2 separate regions of the Ovis aries genome follow, and region 1 is linked to region 2. The links are chromatin contacts, called in public Hi-C maps. All regions are on one chromosome and are shown on one strand. The core of a region is the stretch at or near the end of the contact, and the rest is flanking DNA. Distances in the headings are between cores, read along the strand shown. Region 1 holds the start of PPP2R5C (protein phosphatase 2 regulatory subunit B'gamma). Region 2 has its middle 48 kb from the start of PPP2R5C.

What was found. Hi-C and Micro-C count contacts between places; a contact is called where the count stands out from the background.
Region 1: a contact with region 2 is called in a Hi-C map of blood, with 3 times the contacts expected there. The contact joins the promoter of PPP2R5C here to the enhancer-like site in region 2. A contact is called at or near these places in 6 of 16 Hi-C or Micro-C datasets (blood, hypothalamus and tail adipose tissue).

Annotation. Positions count from the first base shown.
Region 1 is chr18:64,308,951-64,314,913 of ARS-UI_Ramb_v3.0, forward strand. It overlaps PPP2R5C (protein phosphatase 2 regulatory subunit B'gamma), which reads left to right and starts at 2,438. Exons shown (of 15, transcript XM_027957412.3): 1 at 2,438-2,491; 2 at 3,380-3,445. The coding sequence starts at 2,465.
Region 2 is chr18:64,260,140-64,265,963 of ARS-UI_Ramb_v3.0, forward strand. No RefSeq gene overlaps it. Among named protein-coding and RNA genes, the nearest start is that of PPP2R5C, 48 kb to the right of the region's middle. Within about 2 kb of position 3,317, at least 6 of the 54 cell types and tissues checked have an H3K27ac peak or open chromatin away from gene starts, as enhancers often do.

The DNA.
Region 1 (5,963 bases), core at 1,188-3,687, 48 kb after region 2:
GTTTCTACCCCCAAGGACCTGGTGTGCTTCAAGACAACGGTCACACCTTGTTCACCGTGGTATCCTTTGCACTGTGCTTTGCACACAGTGGGCATCCAACAAAATGTTTGTTGAATGAATGACAGGCAATACTGCATCAAGGGCTAAGATACAAGAACACTGGTGGCACAGACAAGTCTCAGGGAAGCCCCTGAGCCCCTTTAGAACTCTGTGGTCATCAACTAACAGCTTCAGAATTATCCTTTCTGGTACAGACTTACGCTGGGTTTATTAGATTGTCGGCATATATGCCATTTTAAAAATGAAGTGTTATTAACCAGAGGCATTGCTCTACCCTCTCTCCACTTTTTTTAACTTTTTTTTTTTTTGGAGAAACTATTAACCCACTTAAAAGACTAATCAAAAACCGCTTCTTCTGCACAAATGGCTGTTTGGGGCTGTGCAATTTACCTGAGGATATTCGTCTAAAGACACACATTCAGACACTTGCATGCAGAACTTACTTTCAGGACCTCCCACGACACTCCTCACATTAGTTCTCTTTTTCTTCTTTTAGCTTTCTCATGGCAGAGCCACACAGGATAACCAAAAATGCTTTCCTGGCAACTTTCAAGAGTGAAAACCCAGGCCTAAGAGAACACAATGGTTTCGAAGTACCCAGATAAGATTCAGTTCCTAATCTTCACAGGTGAGACACCAACGGTCCCTGCACATGAAATCTGCTCACTCCTAGAGTCTTAATACCTAAAGTATTTCTGCACTACACAAACTGCAGGAATATAAAAAAGTTAGCCCACTTCCCTTGGAAAACTCATCTCCCAAGAGCTATCAGCAAGGTAAAATGAACCACGTGATTCCTGGTCATAATGCAGAGGTTTCTTCACATGGCTTACAATCAAGCCAAATTAAAGAATAAAATAAAATCCCATTGGCTCCAAAAAGCACTGCAGATGGTGATTGCAGCCATGAAATTAAAAGACGCTTACTCCTTGGAAGGAAAGTTATGACCAACCTAGATAGCATATTCAAAAGCAGAGACATTACTTTGCCAACAAATGTCTGTCTAGTCTAGGCTATGGTTTTTCCAGTGGTCATGTATGGATGTGAGAGTTGGACTGTGAAGAAAGCTGAATGCTGAAGAATTGATGCTTTTTAACTGTGGTGTTGGAGAAGACTCTTGAGAGTCCCTTGGACTGCAAGGAGATCCAACCAGTCCATTCTGAAGGAGATCAGTCCTGGGTGTTCATTGGAAGGACTGATGCTAAAGCTGAAACTCCAGTACTTTGGCCACCTCATGCGAAGAGTTGACTCATCATCAGAAAAGACTCTGATGCTGGGAGGGATTGGGGCAGGAGGAGAAGGGGAGGACAGAGGAAGAGATGGCTGGATGGCATCACCGACTCGATGGACATGAGTTTGGGTGAACTCCGGGAGTTGGTGATGGACAGGGAGGCCTGGCGTGCTTCAATTCATGGGGTCCCAAAGAGTCTAACACGACTGAGCGACTGAACTGAACTGAACTGAACGGGCAAAGCAAGAGCCTGACCTGTGGGGCGGGGCCACCAGAGGCGGGGCGGATCGGGGGCGTGGCCAACACTGGAGGAGGCGGGGTTGATCCGGGGGCGTGGCCAACACAGGAGGCGGGCGGAACCCTGAGGGCGGGGCCAACGCAGGAGGCGGGGCCTAGCGGGAACCCGCGAAACCGCTGCTCGCGTGGCTGCCGGGCCTCCTCAGCCGCTACCCGGCGCCGCCGCGGCCAGGGGCCGAAGTCGCCGTTCGTGTCCCTCTGGCCGCACAAGTTATTGCCATCCGTTTCAAATGTGCCCCCTGCTTTGTCTGTCCCGAACCTCCACAGCAGTCTCCGGTCTGTCGCCTCAGCCGAAGCCCCACGCTTCCTCCCCAGCCGCCGCCGCTGCCTGCGTGAGACGGACCCGAGCCGGAGCGCGGGGAGGGAGACCAAGGCCGCGCTGAGGAGCGGAGAGAACGGGGAGCGTTAGGGCACGTGAGGCGCCTCGGCCAATGGCGGGGTGCCCGGAGGGCGGGGCGGGGGCGGGAGGGGCGGGGCCGCGCACTGGGGGCGGTGGCCGGAGAGGGGGCGGGGTCGCGGGCGGGGCGGGGCGGGGCCAGCGCGGAGGCGGGCCCGGGGCGGGGCGGGGACGCGGGCCGGGGGCGGGGCCGGGCGCGGGGGCGGGGAGAGTTCTGGGGGACGGGAGGGGCGGGGCGGGCCTGGGGAGGGGCGGAGAGAAGCCGCCGCTGCCTCCGCTGCCGCCGCTGCTGCCGCTGCTGCCGCTGCGGCTGCCGCAGCCTCTGGGAGCCTGGGAAAGGGGAACCGCGAGCGAGCGAACGACTCAGTCCCCGGGCGGCGGCGGCAGCGGCGGCGGCGGCGGCGGCGGCCGGGAGGGGGAGGCGCGACGGCCGGGGCGGGGGCAGGCGACGGGGGAGGCGGCGGCGGTCCGCACCAGCCATGCCGAATAAAAACAAGAAGGAGAAAGTGAGTCGGGCCCCGGGGCTGCCGGACGGGGCGGGCGCGGGGGGCAGCGGGGAACGGCCCGGGAACGGGGCCCGGCGGGGCTCCCGGATCGCGCGGGTGCGGGGTGGGGGCGGGGGGGCAGCGGGTCCGCCCGGGGCCGCGGAGCCCAGGCCGGGACCGGCCGGGGGCGTGGGGGGCGCGGCCGGGGTTGAGGGGCGGCGCGCGCGATGGGCGCGAGGGGGCAGGTGGGGCCGCGGAGGTGGTTGACCCATCCTCGCAGGCGCCTGGACAGGGGCTTCCGAGGCCGGGGTGCAGGCGTCTCAGCAGGGACCCTCCGGCTGGGGCGAAGGGCAGCGAATGGACTGGGCTTAATGCTTGGGGAGAACGGTTTGCCTCCGGAGGGACGCTCTGGGGCTCTCAACTATTATTATCCTGGGTGGCGGCGGCGGCGACGGCTGTGACTGTGCTGCGCTTGCATACGGGTTGGGGGGGGGAGGTATGTTTTTGCTTCAGGTGGAGCTCTGTAGCGTTTCAGAATCACCCCAGACATCCTCGCTCCCAGAGTTGAGTGTGGGAAGGGGAAAAAAAGGGTTGTGATGTGCATCTTTCAAGATGTCGAGAGCATGGTACAAATGTGCGTTTACTTGTTTCTGCTTCAAGTTTTGAGCGCCAGATAATGCAGACGAAGCAAACGGGGAGAATCTGAATTTGGGGTTGGCCGGTGGGTACCGCATCACAATCCTGGGTCTCTTAACCATAGAAAGGAAGAGAGTCGTGATGGTATTGGTGAAAACTATCAAAAGTCATAGTTAAATTGTCTAAATACTTATGAAACTGCATTTTGGTTTATTTGATGTTACACAGTCTAAAAATTGAGGAGTCTAATTGATTCTGCTTGATGTTTCCCAGGAATCACCCAAAGCAGGGAAAAGTGGAAAAAGTTCAAAAGAAGGACAAGACATAATAGAATCAGAGGTAACTATTCTTAAATATTGTTTCCATTTTTTTTTCATAAACACCATTTTAGGGCTGGAAAACTGAGGGTGAGAAAATCTAGGCTCTTCTGAAATATTTCCCTGTATGAGATCTTTTACTCGTGTTGCTCATAGCCCTCCATTTTAGTTATTTGGGTTTGTATTATTTGTCTTTGGGGAAATGAGAATGTTTTCAGACAAGTTGTGCACCTCTGGTGCAGCTGGCATATTCAAGTTCACCACCCCACCCCCGCCACCACCACCACCTGAAATCTAGCAGCCCTGCCGTGGAGCCTGGCGTCAAGGACTCTTTCAAGACTGGGTTCAGGTTCCTTTCAGTTTTCCCATCCTCCCTCTTCCTTTGCAAGGGGCCAGGTCTGGCTCTCAGCTTCCCTGGTGGCTCAGTGGTTAGAAATCTGCCTGCAATGCAGGAGACGCAGGATCGATCCTTGGGCTGGGAAGATCCCCTAGAGGAAATGGCAACCGATTCCAGTATTCTTTCTGGGAAAATCCCATGGCCAGAAGAGCCTGGTGGGCTACAGTCCATGGGGTCGCAAAGAGTCAGCCACAACCGAAGCGACTGAGCATGCTCACGGGCAGGTCTGTCTCAGCAGCTCGTCCTCCCCTCCTCCCATCACCCTTGCTTTCCGAGGTGCAGACTTTGCTGTGTGTCCCTGGAAGTGTCCTGTCCTGTTAGCCTCTGTCCCTGACAGTGTTGGTATATTTTGGGTTTTCTGGTATTGCTATTTTTGTGCGATCGTCTGTCATCTTTTACATTGTTTTTCTTTGTATTGGCCAGTTCTGACTTCTTTCGCTTCTTTCCTTTGGGCTTATTGAGGAAGCTGCCGGAGTGCTTCGTGGGGACTGTGTCTACCTGGTGGGAGTATGCTTTGAGGGCATCTACAGAGCCAGTGCTTGGCTCCACCTTTTCTTCCTTGTGACCGGTTGAGCTAGAGCACCTTGGGCTGAGGGTCTGGGAGCCACACGGATCTAGGCAGAGCTAATGGGTTGTTTTGAATCCTTGGTAGCAGAGAAGCTGCTTAATTTGGTGTCACAGTTCTCCACAGCTGGACTGTTTAGGTCCCTAGTCTTATCAACAGTGACAGTAATTTACAAGTGTCAGACCCTTTCCTATAAGCCAAGTTAGAATCGAGTTCAGTTCTGTCTGGGAAATAAGTTAACAGGCCATTATCTGCAGTAGCCTTTTTTTTTTTTTAAATAGATATAGCCCCAGGTTATCTTTTCCTTACCATTTGGTACATTCTAAGTCTCCCTCCTCTTTAGGAGGTGGTTTACTCCAGCAAATCTGTTGCCCTCCCCAAAGCAGAAAACAGAAATCCAAAAGGTTCCTTAAATACCAGTATCTTTGTGCCAGTCTTCCCCTGTCCTTCCTTTGTAGCAGACAGTCACGTTTCACTGTGGCATTCTTGCATTTGACTTGGCTTACTTCCGTGTCGGTCTTTTGACTAAACAGATGAAAATGAAATTTAGCTGCTCTGCGAAGGTATATGCCTTTTCTTTTCCCTTTTTTGGGTTGTTGATCTTTCATTAAAACTGCTTCATCTTCCTAGTGCTGCCCCAAACCTTTCTTGCTCACATACCTGTCTCTTAGTGTTGCACACACACAGATCGGTGCATATAGTTCATTTAGTCCTGTTTTAATGAAAAGAACCTGACTGTAAGGATGGAAAATGTTAAGTTTGAATCTGGAAAACAACAACAATAACAACTTCTCAGCAACTCAAAGCCACTCCTAAGTCAAGTGCCTGTTAAAGGTGGATTGGGTGTTTGTACCGTTAGTGGCTTAAGAGGCTTGAGGTGCGGCCTGCAGTGTCCTGAGTGTGATGCCCCACTTGTCTTTTTGTATTTTTCTAGCGCTATTGTCTAAGAGCTGGAGCTACAGAGCTTGAAATTACCACTGAAAAGTACTGAAATGTTGGGCCCTTCACTGCTTCCTCCTCAGGATCCCAGAGGCAACATGGTGTATTAAGCCTGACACTTGGCAGGTCCTCTATATTTTGCAGGAGCACTAGCTGAGGCTCTTCCGCTCCTCTGAACTCTGGGTTGGCCATTGCTTTCCCGCTGTTGTCTCTCTCCCCTCTGTATTCTTGTCCATCTTCACTTCTAGTGCCATCCCCTTAGCCAGTGCGATTGACTCAGACGGGTGAATGAAACCATCACACGCTCTCTTCCTCTCCTGTCTGCCGATGTTACTTTGAGCTGGACTGTTTTAACCTGAACGGTTCACATGGGTTTATAGTTTCCAACGGGCTTCCCTGGTAGCTCAGTCGGTGAAGAATCTGCCTGTAGTGCAGGAGACCCGGGTTCAATCCCTGGGTTGGGAAGATCCCCTGGAGAGGGAAATGGCAACCCACTCCAGTATCCTTGCCTGGAAAATCTCATGGACAGAGGAGCCTGGTGGGCTGCAGTCCGTGGGGTCGCAAAGAGTCAGACACGACTAACACTTACTTACTTACAGTTTCCCACGCTGCTTTTCGAACCTTTCAGATGTCACATCA
Region 2 (5,824 bases), core at 2,067-4,566:
GGCTCTGAGTGGTGGGGCCAGTGGGGGCTGGCCTGGGTTATCCTTTACTAACCAGGCAGACCCTCAGCTGAGCTACCAGGGAAGCCCCATCACTTCCACAGGCGGAGTTAATCCAGCCTCAAGATTCACACAGGTCCCCAGAGTGGCCAGGATGGTCCAGACAGGGCCCCCCTACCCCATGTCAGCCCAGGGAAAGACAGTCACCCCTGTGCCCACACCCACAGTAGGGGAGGAACCGGGTGCAGCTGGGTGGAAAGGGAGCCAGGAGGAAGGAACCCCTGCGCTTGTATGCACGAAGATGCCAGTTGTTCTTAGTTCGCACCTGAAGCTTAAAGCTCAGAAAAAAAGCTGTGGGCCTCTCTCTGCTTTACACATTCTCAGGGGAGCCTCCTTCATGCGGCTGCTTCTCCCGGAAAAGAGGATTTATACACTCCTCCTCACCCTGATGGGGTGGTCCCTGGTGCCTAGACTTTCCTTGCATCCTCTGATGGGGGTGTCTGCTGCTTTTGTGCCATGCTATCCATTCTCCCAGCAATGGGACCGCACTTTCCCTGGAGGAACCTCCCTCTCGGCCATGCCTGTGGTGAACACCACCCCCGGCCCAAGACTACAAGATGGTAACGACCGGGGACAATGATTCAGAACATTCTGTCGGCTTGTGAAAATAAGAGGCACAGGGCCTTGGGCTTCAGTGTGTAAGAGCCTGAAGCTACAGGACACACTCCAGTGGCCTGAAGACAGCCAGCTGAGAATTCGGCCGAGCTCACTGGAGTCCCAGTCATGTGGCACCCAAAGCCAGTCTAGACTCTTCCAGCTTTTGTGAACCGACAGATTGATTTCCTTTTCCCTTAAGCAAGGCTGAATCAGATTTTCTGCACCTCATACAACTAATGAAGTCTTCTTCCTTTAGAGTCCTGGGCATTTAAGAATTCTTTGTTTTTATTTCCCCTTTGACACTGTAGAGAAATAGCGATTAGCCAAGATCCAATGGTCAGGCTCTCTCGCTCTTGCCCCTGCCCCAGTTCTGTAAGCAGTGACTTCGCATGGTTATGTAATGGTGAGATCACTTGCAGCGATGTGCACAGGCATCATGATATACTCACTTGGCCACGCGCCACCTTCGTCCTGCATGCCTGTGTAAGCGTCACCTGAACAGCCCTTGTGACTGTGTCGGTCATGGGAGCATAAAGCATGTCTGCCTTGCTGCGGCATCAGCCATTAGCGAATAAAGCATGCCTGCAGATCTTATGGCTCCTCACATTTTCTTCCAGCTTCCCCGCACCTGCCTTGCCAACCCTGGGTTCAATGACCAGCAAGACAGACACCCTTGCCCTATGCACAGGCTGCCACACACATATACACACACAACAGGGAAGTATCCAAGGAAAGTTCTAGACCTCATGGTCCCTGAGCCAATAGCCTGCTATGCCCCTGGTCTGCCCTGGGCCTGAAGCTGTTGCCATCTCTTCTTCTAGAATATTCCTTCATGGATGAGGCTGCTCCCAGGCAGTGTTGTCCCAGCTCCCCAAGCTCATCACTATTGGGGAAGTGACCCTCAATGTACTGGCAACTCCCCACAACCTGGCTGGTCCTTAGCTCCTGACGTTCTCTTGAATCTCCCAGGGGAAACCGGGCCCCCTCCCACCCCCTCTTTCTTCCTGCAGCCCTGGGCTTCCCTCCTGTTCCTCCCGCTCTGTTCCCAGGGCCCTGAGGTCCACTGCTCGCCAAGTCTCCTTCTACCCCTGCCTGCAGGGTGGACATACAAAGGTTGAAGCGAACAAGGTCTCGTCCTTCTGTTCCCCATCCCTGTTTTGCCTGCAGGACCAACTCCTGTTTCTAAACTTAGGCCAGGTTCTCCAAGGCTGATGTCCTGCTCCCAGAACCCAGATGACCACCTTCTGAGGCCTGTCCTCTCTTGCTTTGTCCCCCCTCCCCGCCCACCTCCTGATGCACCTGATCCAGAGTCCATGGGTTCCAACTCTAGACCTTATTAACTCTCTTGTCTCCTGAGATGGTCCTCAGTTTCAGCTCAACACGAAGATGAAGGGTCAAAGTTGTCTCTCCCCTTACCTGGTCATTGAATACCCACCACCACTGTAGAATGAGGGTGGAGGGGCGAAGGCAGAGGCTGGGACCCCAGGGAGGGGGGCTGCTGCTGGGATCCTGGCCAGGACGATGGCTGCACAGGCGGGGAGTCGTGGTCAGATTCTGGATCTATTTTGAAAGAGGGTCCAGTGGGCTTCCTGGAGGCTTCCACATGGAACGGGAGAATAGAGGCAGGGTTGACTCTGGGGTTTGGGCCTGAGCACATGGAAGCGGGGGGCGGGGGGGTTGCCACCCATTGCTCTTAACTGACAGAGAGGAGGGAACCCAAAGAGAATCTCGGAGGCAGGGCAGCAGAGGAGAGCTGAGTTTGGGGCTGAGAAGTCTGCTACTTCCCCTGCCACGCTGAGCAACAGCTGGGGGTGGGCGGGAGGTGTCAATCCAGGCGATCTCGGCAGATGGGTGAGACCTCCAAGGGGTGAGTGTAGATAAAGACAGGAACCAAGAATGGGGAGAAGAAGCTGAAAGCATGCACTGAGGACACTGGTGGGGGCAGAAGCCCCCCCCCCCAAAAAAAATAAACTCCAGTTCGATCCCCTGGCTGAAGACCAAACAGCAGGGACTTAACTGGGGGAGGTCAATCTCGTGCCATCTACACTTAGACTCCCAAAACCCCAGATCTTGGATGCCACAGACCACAGTCCTGGAGGAGAAAGGGGCTTGGGGATTGAAATACAAGCAGTACCACTCACCAAACAGCCCAGCCTCGGGCCCTGCCTTTATTGAAGTGGGGTCTCCCGGACCCTGTGATCTGACATGGGCCCCCACTGACAGTCTCCGCTACCCTTGCTCAAGCACCTGAGGCTGCCGCAGAGGGCTTCGTGGGAGAGAAAGGATGCGCTACCCCAGTTCCCACAGCCGGATCGACCCGGCCACCTACGGCCTGCCTCTAACCCAGGCCAGCACTGGAGACCCTTCCACCTACCAGGACAAGATCCAGAAGGTGGGGAAAATGTGGGGCCTTTTATACGGTGACTGGGCCGCCAGACCACACCCACCACGAGCGGTGACTGCCACGCCCACAAACCACACCCACCACGAACCACGGCTACCACGCCCACAGACCACCAAGTACTGCGGTCTGCCACGCCCGTCGGCAATGCCCGCTACGAACTGTGACGACCACGTCCACCAACCACACCCACACGTACTGTGGTTGGCCACGCCTGTCGGCCACACCCACCATGAGCTGTGGTTGGCCATGCCCACCATGAACTCTAGCGCAATCAGAGGCTCACTTCCGTCAATGCAGCCTGAGCTTGTTCCCCCACGGGAGGCGCTGGGGAGGAAGTAGGCTCAGAGTTGAGCTGGGATCAAGACGACCTGTCCCCCTGCTCCCCACCCCCTAGCCCCTGCCCAAACATCTTAGGTGGGACCCACACACAAAAGAGACAGAAGCAAAGCTGTTCTGGCTGAAAGGGTCGGGGAGCCCAGAGCCCACCTGCTCAGCCTCACTAGGACAAGTAGGGGTGCTCTGCCCTGGAGAATGATGGGAGCCCACTCAGTCTTTCAAACCACGCTGCGAGGCCAGTGTCATCACTGCGCAGAACGGGAAGCGGAGGTTCCGAGAGGACGCGGGGCCCCGGAGCAGGAGCCATGTCAGTCTCCCGGGGGCTTGTTCTTCATGTGGTTTTCCTGGGTGCACCACCCCGGGCACAGGATGTCTGTCTGGGAGGCTCGTGCCTTGTTTTGTCTAATTATCTGTCATTTTATTTTAAATATAACTGTACATTATGTTTTATTTCATATTATGTCTTCCTGTTCTGATCACGTTATTTTTATCACAAACAACCTAGAGCCGCCTCCTGTGCCTGCCTGGAGTCACCTCCTGTGCCAGCTTGGAACACCAGGAGTGGGGTTGGGACAGGCCCCCTCCCCACCAGCTCCCCCAGCCTCTTAACAGCTCATCCACTCATTGACTGGAAAGACCATCAGGGCCCCCAGGATGGGAGTAGGTAGATTTAGTCACTAAGTCGTGTATAACTCTTGCAACCCCATGGGCTGTAGCCCACCACGCTCCTCTGGTCCATGGGATTTCCCAGGTAAGAATGCTGGAGTGGGTTGCCATTTCCTTCTCCAGAATCTTCCCGACCCACAGTCTCCTGCATTGCAGGCAGACTCTTTACCAACTGAGCCTCCAGGGATGGGTATAAAATAAAATAACAACAAAAAAATGTTTTTAGTCGTGCCATGCCGCTTGTGAGACCTTAGTTTCTAAGAACGAGGGCTGTGGCAGTGAAAGCGCTAAGTCCTAAGCACTGGACCACCAGGGAATTCCCAAGATAAAATACAAATTCCCCAAGTATTTCAATGTGTGTGCAGCCAATCAAACAGACGCCACAACACGAAGCAGGACTCTAGCGCCCCCCAGGAGGCCGGGCTGGAGGCCAGTCGGCCTGGGGCTCTGCACGCGCACAGACAGAGGGAAGGGACGCAGACTCCAGCACCCAGGAAATGCCCCTCTGGCTTTTGCTGGGGTCTTCGTGAGCTGCCTCAAAGGGATGCCCAGAGGCCCTGACCCCCTCAGCCTCCCTTCTCCAAATTGTTAGATCTGGAATCCCACACATCACGTTCCCCTGGGGCTGCAAGTCCATCTCACAACACACAGAAGAGGAAGTGGCCTGGCCCCTGCCTGGGAGCCCCGTCTGATCGCCTGCTGGGCGGGCGGCCTCCCACACTGGTTTCACCTGTGACGCAGGAGGAGGGTCTTTGAATTTCTTCTCGCCATGAGGCTGACCTGGCCAAGCCGTGGAGAATGCCAATTACCCTCCTTGCTCCCAGGCTGCATGACGCTCTCCCCTGCGTGAGTCAATGCCCCTCATTTCTCTTCTTGCCCCTACCCGCTCCTGGCTCTTTTGAGCATTTTCTGCACAGACGAATCCCCCTGCCTTTGGGTCTTCACTTGATATTTCCAGAGAGAAGAGAGGAAGGGAGGAGTGGGGGGAGAGATGAATGCACACACTTAGTCATTCAGTCATGTCCAACTCTTTCGACCCCATGGACTGTAGTCCGCCAGGCTCCTCTGTCCATGGGATTCTCCCCTTTCCTTCTCCAGGGCATCTTCCCAACCCAGGGATTGAACCCAGGACTCCCCCACTGCAGGCAGACTCTTTACCAACTGAGCCACCAGGGAAGCCCAGGGATGAAGGAAGGAAGGAACCAAGTAGGGTAAAGCCCCACCCTCAGCTCGGTGCCCAGGCTCAGATGGGAGGCACCTCTCTATTAGGGGAGGGGTGGCAGCCTGGCAGCAGAAGCTGGGCCTTAGAAGACACTCAGCAGGCGTTTGCCAGAAGCTTCCATCACGTCTGGGGTGGCCCCTCCTGCAGCCTAGACGTGCAAGCGGACGGGGAGAGGTGCAAGGCTGGGAGCTGCTGGCTTCAGCACAGCCCCACCGCAGTCTCACACCCCATTTCCTTCCGTCCTCTTTGAACAAGCCCGTGAGAAGCTGCTGGGGATCCCCAGGTGCCACTTGTGGGGCTGAGAAAGTTCTGGTTTGGGGTCAGCCGCCTACTGCCTCCTGGATGTTCTTAGTAAGCCTCTTCCTCTCCCAGAACCATCCAGAACTGTGCTGTCCCTATGCAGGTACCAGGCCAGTCTGAGCTGAGCTGAGCTGTAAGTGCAAAACACACCCTGGGAAGTAATGACAGTTGTTCAGTTGCTCAGTCGTGTCCGATTCCTTGCAACCCTGTGGACTGCAGCACGCCAGGCTTCCCTATCCTTC